Linked DNA regions of Zea mays: region 1 is linked to region 2. A link is a contact called in public Hi-C data. All regions are on one chromosome and are shown on one strand. Each heading gives the region's core, a stretch centred on a gene start, on an enhancer-like site or on the middle of the called end of the contact. The rest is flanking DNA. Distances are from core to core; before and after follow the strand shown.

Evidence for each region. A called contact is a pair of places that touch in the nucleus more often than the background predicts.
Region 1: a Hi-C map of tassel shows a contact between it and region 2, with 5 times the contacts expected there. The contact joins the promoter of LOC100501056 here to the promoter of LOC103632647 in region 2. A contact is called at or near these places in 10 of 25 Hi-C or Micro-C datasets (ear, endosperm, leaf and 3 more).

The regions. Positions count from the first base shown.
Region 1 is chr7:103,127,463-103,132,959 of Zm-B73-REFERENCE-NAM-5.0, reverse strand. It overlaps LOC100501056, which reads left to right and starts at 3,972. Exons shown (of 3, transcript NM_001195894.1): 1 at 3,972-4,060; 2 at 5,223-5,459. The coding sequence starts at 5,261. LOC100276574 reads right to left here and starts at 3,221. Exons shown (of 12, transcript NM_001150330.2): 1 at 2,864-3,221; 2 at 2,587-2,756; 3 at 2,348-2,460; 4 at 2,216-2,257; 5 at 2,074-2,129; 6 at 1,836-1,912; 7 at 1,512-1,631; 8 at 853-929; 9 at 701-764; 10 at 498-548; 11 at 376-424. The coding sequence starts at 3,050.
Region 2 is chr7:102,983,037-102,988,603 of Zm-B73-REFERENCE-NAM-5.0, reverse strand. LOC103632647 (THO complex subunit 6) reads left to right here and starts at 3,194. Exons shown (of 12, transcript XM_008654403.3): 1 at 3,194-3,578; 2 at 3,664-3,773; 3 at 4,268-4,344; 4 at 4,911-4,956; 5 at 5,429-5,489. The coding sequence starts at 3,333.

The DNA.
Region 1 (5,497 bases), core at 2,723-5,222, 140 kb before region 2:
GCTCTCAATGAGTCAATGGTAATGGTCATGGATGGACATCTAGTCTTATCTTTCATTAGCATTGGGAAATAATATCAAATAAGGGTAAAAGTTTCCGATAACCTCAGAGTTAAATTATAAAGTTACAAATATCCCCATATTCTTGCTGTGGCAGTCACAAAGGGATTGTGGTTCAACGCACCCAAGCAAAGGCAAACACATTTTCATGTTGCCGACTTTATAAAATAATCATGCAAGCTTCTTTCTAGCAAACTAAGCAGTCCATGAAAGAGTGGGCTTTGTACTTGTACAACCATTGGGGAACAAAATGCAAGAGTTAACAAATTTTAAAACAAAAGCATGTGTACGAGTGGTCAGTGAGTTCTGAGTTCCTACCAGTAAACAGTGTTTTCTTTGGTTTGATTTTCCTAACTTCCTCAAGAGCCTGCACGGTGGATACATCAAAAGGATTACAGTGAACAAGTTAAGGGATGTTATAGTAGAGCTGTAGGACTAACCCTTGGTAGTCCGAAGTGTGTTGATGAAGAACGATCAGGTCTTAGAGCATCCTGTACAAAGTTATCCACCAAACTTAGATGCAATCAGACATTAATAGTTGAGAAAGATGCACAAAAAATAATAAGAAACGCTTTAGTGCTGTTGTAAATCCAATAACTTTATGATGTAACAGTTAGAAGCAAATAATTATTATATATGATACCATTATAAGAAGTTCACAGTTTTCCAGAAGCTTGTATGTTTCTTCGGGTATATCACTGACATCACTGCATCCAACATAGGAATTCAGACAAGAGGCCTTACAGCAACACAGTTCATTGTAGTAAAATTAACCTTGCACTGAACTTGGTCTACCTTATATAGCATACATCACCAAAACGAAAACCAAGAGAGCGGTAACCCTGACCGTGCCAAACAGGTAAAGGAATCACCTGAGATGAAGAAGCTGTAGCTTCAGAAAGTAATAAGAAGTGCTTCTATCTTTTATATGATTGTTGAAATACGGTTAGTATGCGCCGATATAGAAGGAAAAGCAAATGAATGGGCACTCACTTAAAGAACAAATGATAGTTCCGTGATAGGTACTAAAATTCACATGCTGGCAAGTATTGCAAGTTTGCTTCTAGCAGTCATTCTAACCCAACACTGAAAATAGGAGTTCAAACTGCTCATTTACTAAAGGGAAATGCTTCAATACAACCCATTCAAACAGTTCCCTTACAGATAGGTATTTTATTTATAATTGAACAAGTACCCAAGTTTTTGAACCGTATGATCAGTTTGTTTGTGCCAATAAGTTCTATTACTTAAATATTCTCAATTAATTATAACTGAACCTATCACGTGATAATTCACCAAAATAAGGCTATAAGCACAAGTTTATAACTGTGAATCCCGAACCCATACAGCATCCACCGAGTCAAGGAGGGTGCTTTGCGATTATAAAACACAATGACACGGGTAGGGGGATATTATTTCCTTACACTTGCTAGTTACAGTTTCATATTACAAACCTCAAGATTGTGAACCATAAATGGTTCCTCTTTTATAATGTTAAATTGCAATGCTGAAACTGCGGCTCCAGGTATAACTACACTTGTGTCGATGAGATAATAGTGGGTCATCTTCATCACCTGTCACAGAAAAGCAAATGAGCAAATTTTTGTGATCAGGATAAAAACGAAAAGAAGGCGATGATATTTTTAACAGATTTTTCACTTTTCATTTGCTACTATTATAAAACGAACAGTCAACAGGCTAGGAAGTTGTCTCTGTACTTGTAAAATTTGTCTTGTCTTCATACAGAACAGAGACCAAAAAGGGAAAAAAAAACCAACCTCATAATCACGTTCTGCCACATAAATTGGGATCGATGACTGAACATTGTTCGTCCAATCACGAAGACAATCAAGCCCTGCGCCAGAGACATTATCTTCCTTTGTTTTATTTTATTTTATTGAAAAAGACAAGATAAGAAGGAACATGGATTATTGTCCCAGGCTCCCAGCTGGTACCAACACCATTGCTTTAAGCTAAACAGTTACAACAGGACCCAAAGTTGCACAGGTTACATACCTCCAATGGCATCAGCATGAGAATGGGTAATAATGACACCATCGATTGTCCTCAAACTGAAAAGTGGGAGTAAACACTTTGCATGACCAACTTTGCAACCAAACAAACTGAATATTGTATCAGATCAGATCAAAGACAGCACCCAAACGTGGGGAACCACTGGAGTGCCGAGTGATAGAAGAACCTGATGAGAATAAACAAACCATAAGCTAGTTACTCAGGTCAGTGAAGAAATGAAGCAAAGCTGAGTTGTAGTGTTCATCATAGCACATACTTGCCGGCATCAACAACGATGTTTGTGGTGCCAGACGGGGTGGCGTGGCGCAGAAGGATAGAGGTGTTGCGCCTCCTGTTCGGGTTCCCTGGCTCAGCCGCCTTGGTGCAAACCTGCATGCAGGACAGGACAGGATAACGCAAGCTACACTGAGCAAAAAAAAAAGCAGCATAGACGACGCAATGTTGTTGGGCAATATAGATAGATGGTGAATTGAGGCCAATGGGCAAATGGCATACGGGGCAAATCTTGGTGGGGTGCGTGAGGCAGCTGACGCGCGGGATGCCCTCGCTGGTGCCCGTGCCCAGGAAGATGAGCTCCGACTGCAGCTGCTGGCCCTCCTCCGACGTCGAGGAGCCAGAAACCGCGCCGCTAACGGGAGACGCACGGGCGCCGGAGAAGGAGCGCGCTGGAAGAGAAACAGGTAAGGAAACAACCAGGCGGCGTTACGTCGAGCAGCTGATACGCGGCCGCGCAGGCCGTAAATTTTTGTACAACTTGGAGCGCTTGACGCACCGGATCGGAGGCGCGGGACGAGGCCAAGCCGCGGCGAGGACGCGGACGAGGAGGGAGCGAAGCGCGTCGCGGCGGCGGTGGCGAGGCCGGGGAACGCGCGCGCGATGCGCGATGCCAGCGGCGCCATGTGCGGGGCCTGCGCGCGCAGGAACGCCGCAGTGATCGCACCCGTAGCGGCGCGGGGCATGGTCGTCGCCGCCGGCGGCGGTAGCGGCAGCGGCCGATTCAGAGACGGAGGCGGGTCTCTGACCGACGCTGGCAGGTAGGCCCGGGGTGCCCCTGAGCGTCTGGTGGCAGAGAAAGCTCCAACGCTTTCCGTAATCGGAAAGGCGCACGTCAACTGACAGATGGGCCTAATGTCATCCGGTCCCGCATGTCGGTGAAATGTCTTGACAATGTGAACCACTATTCAATAGGCTGTGGGCTCGATTGGGCCGGGCTAGAGATGGCCAAATGGGCGGCACGGCACGGCCCGGCCCGGGCACGGCACGGTTAGGGTACGATCCGTTTGGCCCGTTTAATAGCCGTGCCGTGCCGGCACGGCACTAGTGCCTAAGGCCAGGCCCAAGCACGGCACTAAGCCTGCTTAGCCGTGCCGTGCCGGCCCGTTTAGCCCATTTAGCCCGTTTAGCCCATATAGCCCGTTTAGCACTATACCACAGAATTTTAGTCAGATATTCACAAACACAGTTAAAACATACTAAAATAGCTAATATTGAACTGTTTAGTGCAATGGCTGACTCATTAAAAACCTATTTAGGTAAAAACTCACCATTGTGAGAAAACCCTAGATAAGAAAAAAGAGTACAACACACAGCTAACTAGTCGTGTTTGGATCTAATCATGCATAATCGTGTCTAACCATGCCTAGAGGCTAATCGTGCCGGCCCAGCGTGCCTGATGCTCGGCCCAGGCACGGCACTACCTATCGGGCCGTGCCGGCACGGGCCCGACACTAGCCGTGCCGTGTCGTGCCCAGGCACTACGGGTCGTGCCGTGCTTCGGGCCGACCCGTTTATCCCGGCCCGGCTGGCCATCTATAGGCCGGGCTGAGGAATATACCCATTGTTTCGTCCGTTTCCTTTGCCCGAACGTGCGCTGTCTCTCGATCCTGCATCTCTGCACCTGCTCGCCTCCCCAGGGAGGCAGGGACAATCGACTTCGCCGGGCGCCGGCTAGCCCCACCGGCGACGACAGGCAAGTGCCCCCCTTCCCCCTCTTCCTCCAACTATCCCCCGTTCGTCTCTCTCTCTCTCTCTGGTTTTTTTGTGTTCATTGGCATCGACGTGAGGACCAACTTGAGACATGGTGTTCGCATGATCTTAGCGCAGTAGGCTGTACCGCTGTAGGAATGATTGATTTGTAGCAGCGCTCATGCTTCCATTGACGATTTAGAGAAAGGGAAAAACTTCTGCCTATTGAATGGATGAAGAGTATTCTTTGCGTCCGGAACCGAGTATTATATCAGTTCCTGTTACCGAATCGGGTAAGTCATAATCTGTAATATGGCGGGTCTTCCAGATTCACTGAAAAAAATGTTTTCTCGAGACTCGCTGAAAAAACTACCCTGGATTCTAAGGTGAGCACCCTGCGTCCTTGATTCTGAAATATCCAACCAAAGCACTGGCTTCTTTCCTAGGCAATCTGTAATGGGGATGGAGGTGTCCATTAAATCATGTCAGTTTTATGCACCTTTGTTAGATGATTGCTGGTGGTTTGGCGGCTGCTTACTATCCAATACCCCCTCTGATTCTAAATAGGTGTCATTTTAGCATTCCTGGTCAGTTCTTTTTCAAGACACTAATATACACCATGTGAGAATTGTATACATTGACAATGTAGGGTAGATAGTACTACATTCATCACAAAAAGGTACTTATATTACAGGGTTCACCTTTTCGTTTTTACTGTTCCGAAATATCGTTTTGATCAAAACAAAGATTGACTTTTGTATTTTAAAATTTGGAACCGGAATAGAGCAAAAACCGGAGCGGGGACGAGAAATTTACCGGTTTCTCGCCCTTTCCGGTCGAGAAATTGAACCATGTTATATTATTTAGTTACGTTTTTATTTTAAATGCTATATTTTTCATAGAAATTTATAGTCTATGTGTCACCTTGTAGAACATGTTGATGCCCTAAACATCATGTATTTTGAAGTAGAGGGAGTAAGCTTTTTACTCAGAACTCTCAATTTACTGTTAGGTGGGTGGTTAATCCTTGTATTGCAAGCTGGCAACCCCCATTTTCTTCTGTTGCAATGAACTGTTTGCACTGTGGTTTATGTGTCCCTTCTCCAAGTGCAGGTCCCAAATTTTACCTTGCTTTTCCTGATGCGTGGAAGCTCTTTCATTTTCAGGCACAGTGGACCACGGAGGAGAAAGTACTCTGCTTTGAATGGGAAGTGCCATGAACAAAGACAAAGTTCATGACAAGGAGACTCACGGAACAAGTAGTGATATAACTGAGAAAACACCTGTGGAAACGGTGAAGGGTCCCAATCTGCTTGAGCGAGCAAAGGAAGAGATCGAGGCCCTTGCCGGAGCTGTTCATACTAAGATGGAGCACCATTCCAGTCCCCACGCGAAGAAGGATGGTAAAACTATCTAGAATGATGTTACTTCATATTTAGTA
Region 2 (5,567 bases), core at 1,945-4,444:
CTTAGCTTATCTCTCGCGTTTTCCACTATAAGAGATCCATCTTCTATTTTCTGCACAGTTCATAGTCTAGATTTATTCTAGCAGTTGAACTGGTTCAGAGTAGTTCAACTTGCCTTTATTACAGTTGAACTGGCCTGCACCAGTTGAACTGTAGATTTAACATTATCTCGAAGGTTCTGGTGATAATTTTCAGGTTTAGCCTATTCACCCCCTCTAGACTACTTTTAGTAGGCATCATATCCTTCAGGAATTTTTTGATACGAAAATCCTAAATTATGGGCATACTGGTTTTTACCCTATTTCTTAAATGTAATCCTAAACCACCTAGGAGGAACCGTGTTAAGAAGAGATAAGCAATTGTGCCTTGTCTTCTGAAAAGATAAAAGGTGTTTGTCTTTCAAATCTAGAAAAGACAGTTTTCTATTATGTCACATAAGTCCAACCTAGAATTTAATCATTTTTTGCACTACACATGCAATGAGAGGTGAACATAGCAACCAGTGTGGAACTACTTAAAGGTCTGTTTGTTTCAGTTTTTTTCTGACGAGCTTTTACGAGAATTTGATTGTAGGGATAATATGGATGTGAGGAGAATTTGAGTATTATGTGGATTACATGCGAAGGAAAATGAAGGGGTCCATGGGGTTTAGGATCTAGGAAGTGATGGATTCCTCCTGTCGCGACGACTCGACCGATTGTGTGTTCACGTTAATTTTGAACAACTTTCATCAAAGCGATCCTCATAGAAGCGAACTGAGAAGCTGAGCGTTTGGTAGTCCGCGACAGCTTGTGACAGCTAGAATCAGCAAAAAAGCTGAAAAACAAACAAACCCTAAGATGATGGAAGAGCAGTTCCCTTGCCATGACCAATATTTTATCAAAATACATAGCACAAGCTATGTGGCTAGAAAAAAACCAAAATATCTTATAACTTGGAAATGGAGACTTAAAAATGTTGGCTAGGACATTAGGCTATACTTACAGCCTCCTCACTTGTCATAGATAACTTCATTTGTGTTCTATAGACTATTTTAATGCATGTCACTCCTTTTTTAGCAACTGCATTTGATACATGTGATTATAACCAATGATGTGGAATGTTTTGTTTGCAATTTAGGAAGAAAACAATTTAGAAGTTCGAGTGTTCTTAGATTTAGTGGATGATAAGAAGTGGAAAATTTGGGAAGAACACAGGTAAGTGTGTGTGAGGATAATTTAATTCACTCCCATATAATGTGTGCAAGTGTACAAAATAATGAATTAGCCTGCCATGGTTTGGGCCTGTGTATATAAGGTTCTCGATACAATATGCATGTTTATTTTCATTTCTATCAGCTGATGTATTCTCATTCCTATCGGTTGATGTAACAATGAGTAATATTTTTATATTCTAGAATTCATGGGTTGGTCGATAGTGCAAATTTATTGGCCCGAAATCACTTGCCTCTTATTCCACCATGGTTATCTCGGACTGCCTACTTAGTTTAGTAGTTTGAGGAATTTCTAGCGGGCAACATGTATAAGTGTCTAGGGTTCGGTTGGAAATTGTCAATTCATGTCGCATAAGAATATGTGCGATATTGATATCAATTATAATATATGTATTGTTTGTTTTCATGTAATCGTTGTGCACTAACATTTTATCGAATAATTTGTGTGTCGTCACAACGCACGAGCATTGTACTATATATTTGAAGCACCAGCTGAATCGACATATGATCCATATGCGTTTGTATAACCTCATATATGTACTCACACCTACATGTTAATTTGGTATCTACAACCATTGGAAACAATGCCTATGGGTATCACCCTAGTGATAAATCGGAACATGCTCATAGCTCAAGGTTCAAATGTCATTTTTTGGAAAAGATGTCCATGAAAAGAAAATTAACAAATAAATAATCTCAAATCCAATTTAACCTTAAAAATCATTAGAAAAAACTACATTTATATTTAACTAAAACATGCTCTATTATTAGATCCAGTTTGAAGTTATTTGGGTATTTTATGGGTTCATTATGATGTTTATTTTATAGTAGTTATTCTTCTATCTATAATACTTATAATTGACTTGGAGGAACTAGACTTCATATAGAAGGGTGACCTCAACGATTAGAGAAGTGTTGAGGAGAGCTTTTGGTCGAATATCTATATTTGATGAAAATTGTTGCTTTAGTCTATTTTCAATTGGCTACCTCCGAACCATGTGTCTAAATCGGAGGCTTAGGTCGGCTCTCCATCAAGAAACGACAAGCCAAAGGAGAAGGAAGAAATGAAACTTTAATAGGATTGAACTACCTTAGTACGTTATCGAAGGAGGAAGAAAAGGTGTATACAACACTTCTTCCCTAAAAAAGACATAATGTTAGTCTCTAGTTGTACATAGTCTTCATATAGAGGAGTGGACATTCTTTTTCTGAGTTGGAATGTGTGTAATCTTGATCTTATAAATAAGTGTACAATGCCACTGTTACAAGGGTTGGTCACTTGTATGTCTAAGCCTGTAGCACCTTCGTGCACAAAGAGTATTAGAAGGTATGTCATCTTCAAGCACTTAAATCAGTTTAAGAAACCTTCAATACCTTCCAAAGGTTTCATAACTGCTATGTATTCCTCATCTTTGTTTAATCCAATAAAGGAGAAAGGAAAAATGTAGACCCTTGTAAATTGAATACATGCTTCGTCTACGTTATTTAATGGTACATTAGAACCCATCAAAGATAAAAAAGAGAGAGACTTTACTTTAATTGTGTTGCCCAGTTGCGTTTTTTTACAAAAGCTTCAACAAGTCACCAATAACAAATATCTTAACTAGCTCATCAACTAAGCACTGCATATGAGGTCATTACATAACACTCATAACATTGTCGAAGTCACTTTGCCCTTGCCTTATACAAAATCCATGTCACCATAATGTATCCATAGAAGATTCAAATAACTCCACAAAAGATTCTAGAAAAAGAATTCAAAATTGTTTCATATTTTTGTCGAGCAAAACCATATTTTTGTGTGAATTAGACTAGATTTTATTTTTAAAAAATTGCATAACTCCTAAGGGAGATGTTCTCAAGAAAACCATATAAATATTTTTTCTTATAAATTTATTTGTTTAAAATCATAAGGGAGCGTGCCACAAAGGCTTAAAGCATTTTGATGGAAAAGTTTAAAGATGGGCCAGAAGCCGGCGGAATTCTAGTTGAAAGAAGCCCAGCCCAACCCGCTGTCGCTTTCACTTTTCTGTCGGGAACTCGGAATTGTCCCCGTCTTCCCTGATCCCTTCGCTCCCCGAAGCAAAAGCGCAGAGCGCATCAGCGCAGAGTAGGACAGCCATGGCGACGGCGGCGGCGCAGTCCCATCCGGCATCGATGGACGCGCGCCGGTGGGACGAGTCATCGTACCGCCGCGGCATCCTCCGTGCCCGCGACCTCTCGTCCCGCACCCTCTTCCGTGCCGTCTTCTTTGACCACAGCGACGACCCGGATACCGACATCCTACTCGCCGCCGCCTCCAGCGACGGCTCCCTCGCTTCCTTCTCCCTTTCATCCTGCATCTCCGCATGTTCCGCTACCTCCCAGGTTCGTACCCTTTGGCCAGAACTGATTTTTTGGTGACGCACGCCCAGAGAGGCGTAGAGTGAGTTTTTCTTGGTCTGGTTCTCAGGTGGAGACCGCCGCCACTCTGGTAGATCCTGTCTGCATCGTGCAAGCGCACAGCGGACCTGCCTACGACGTCAGGTTTTACCCCGATCAACAGCAGCCGCTGCTCTTCAGGTGACTGACAGAATGTTTGACTTGGCATGTTTCATACACATGGCTAGTTACTAGTTGAGGCTAAAAATTCGCTTAAATTAGCTGTGGTTAGCTAGCTAGTTGGCTACCAACTAGTTGAAGACTTGGCTAAAAAAATTAACCCACCAATTTGCCCTCCTGTTCGGTGGATGCGCTAAAGCTAATTTTGGCTATTTCTTTAGCGCTAGCAACTAGCCCTTGTATCCAAACAGGCTCTTATCCTTATTGACTTCTCCAACTAGTTGAAGACCTGGCTAAAAAAATAATCCACCAATTTGCCCTCCTGTTCGGTGGATGCGCTAGAGCTAATTTTGGCTAATTCTTTAGCACTAGCAACTAGCCCTTGTATCCAAAGTTTCCAAACAGGCTCTTATGCTTCTTGACAATATTACCCATGGCAATGTGCTTCATTTGGTTGGAGACGGTGATGGGTTAATGGTTGTGCGGTTCTTTGGCTGCTTACTTCCTTGTGGCAGCTGCGGGGACGATGGCCGCATCAAGGGTTGGAGGTGGCACGAGATGCAGAGCTGCCTTGTCCCGCTCTCCCTGCAAGGTGCTGCATTCGAACTTCCATTCTTTTTTGACGTGGTTTCTTTCATAAATGGTCATATGCTTTACCAGGCCACTAGGGCATTGCGATGCATCTAGCACAGGTGCACCGAAAAAATATGCACATTTTTTACAATGGTGTAGGTTTGATGCAGGAGAAATCATGAATCATGCCCTGCACTGGCATAGATACAAATCTAGAATCTTGCCAGTGCAAGGCATGATTCATGTGAAAATGTTTCATAGTTGCTACTTATTTTATCTATGAAGATGCATCAATATCTTTTGTAGTTTTTCTGTGTGTTGCGCCTTGAAGGCCAAGTTAATATTATTTCAGTTTTTTTAATAACCAGTATAGTTGTATTGATAAAAAGTGAAACAAGGCATCTGTTGTTTTTCGTACATGAGAAAAGGTGGAAGGAACGAGCATATGTTGTTTTTCCTATAAAGGAGAAAAGGGAGAACAAACGAGTATCTGTGTGGAAATGCGCCGAAAATTGCCTAGTGCATCTTCTACATTTTGGTCATTGTTATTGCTTTTACCAATTTTTCTGTTGCCTTTGTTCACAGGGGATCATCTGGAACCAGCACTTGACTTGGTCAACCCTCAGCACGAGTAAGGATTCTGTGATAAAACTGCAATCTCAGACCTTCCAGTTTACACCGTTTATTCCAGCAGCTGCCCCCCCCACCCCCCCCCCCCAATTTACCCTGTTTGCATTGTTGCTGCTCAAGGTTATTAAAACGATAAAACGCTCATGGGTGAAGTTTTGACTTTTAAACAAAGTTTAAACTTAGTTTTGAACAACATAGGAAAAATACCAATATATCATAATTTCAGACAATAACATGAAGTTAAATACCAAAATAGAGAGGCTAGTGGCTTATCAAAACTTCACCCATGAGCCAGATTGGACCCTAACTAACAGACTGGGCCCAAAAGTAGCTAATGGTCTAAAACACATAAAACACTGCGTTTTACAGTTTAGAACGACAAAACGTGGTTTCAAGCTCTAATTAGCGTTTTGACGTTTAAACATAGTTTAAACGTAGCTTTAATAACATTGTTGCTGCTGGCAATTTTGTAGGGGTCCTTGGGGTGCTCGATCTCCAGTACCTGAAAACAATGCCATTGCAATTAATAAACAGGTTAACAACTGGAACTTTTCATGTTTTTATATCCTCCAGGAAGTGTGACTGTCCCAAATTTTCGTTCCTCATGCATAT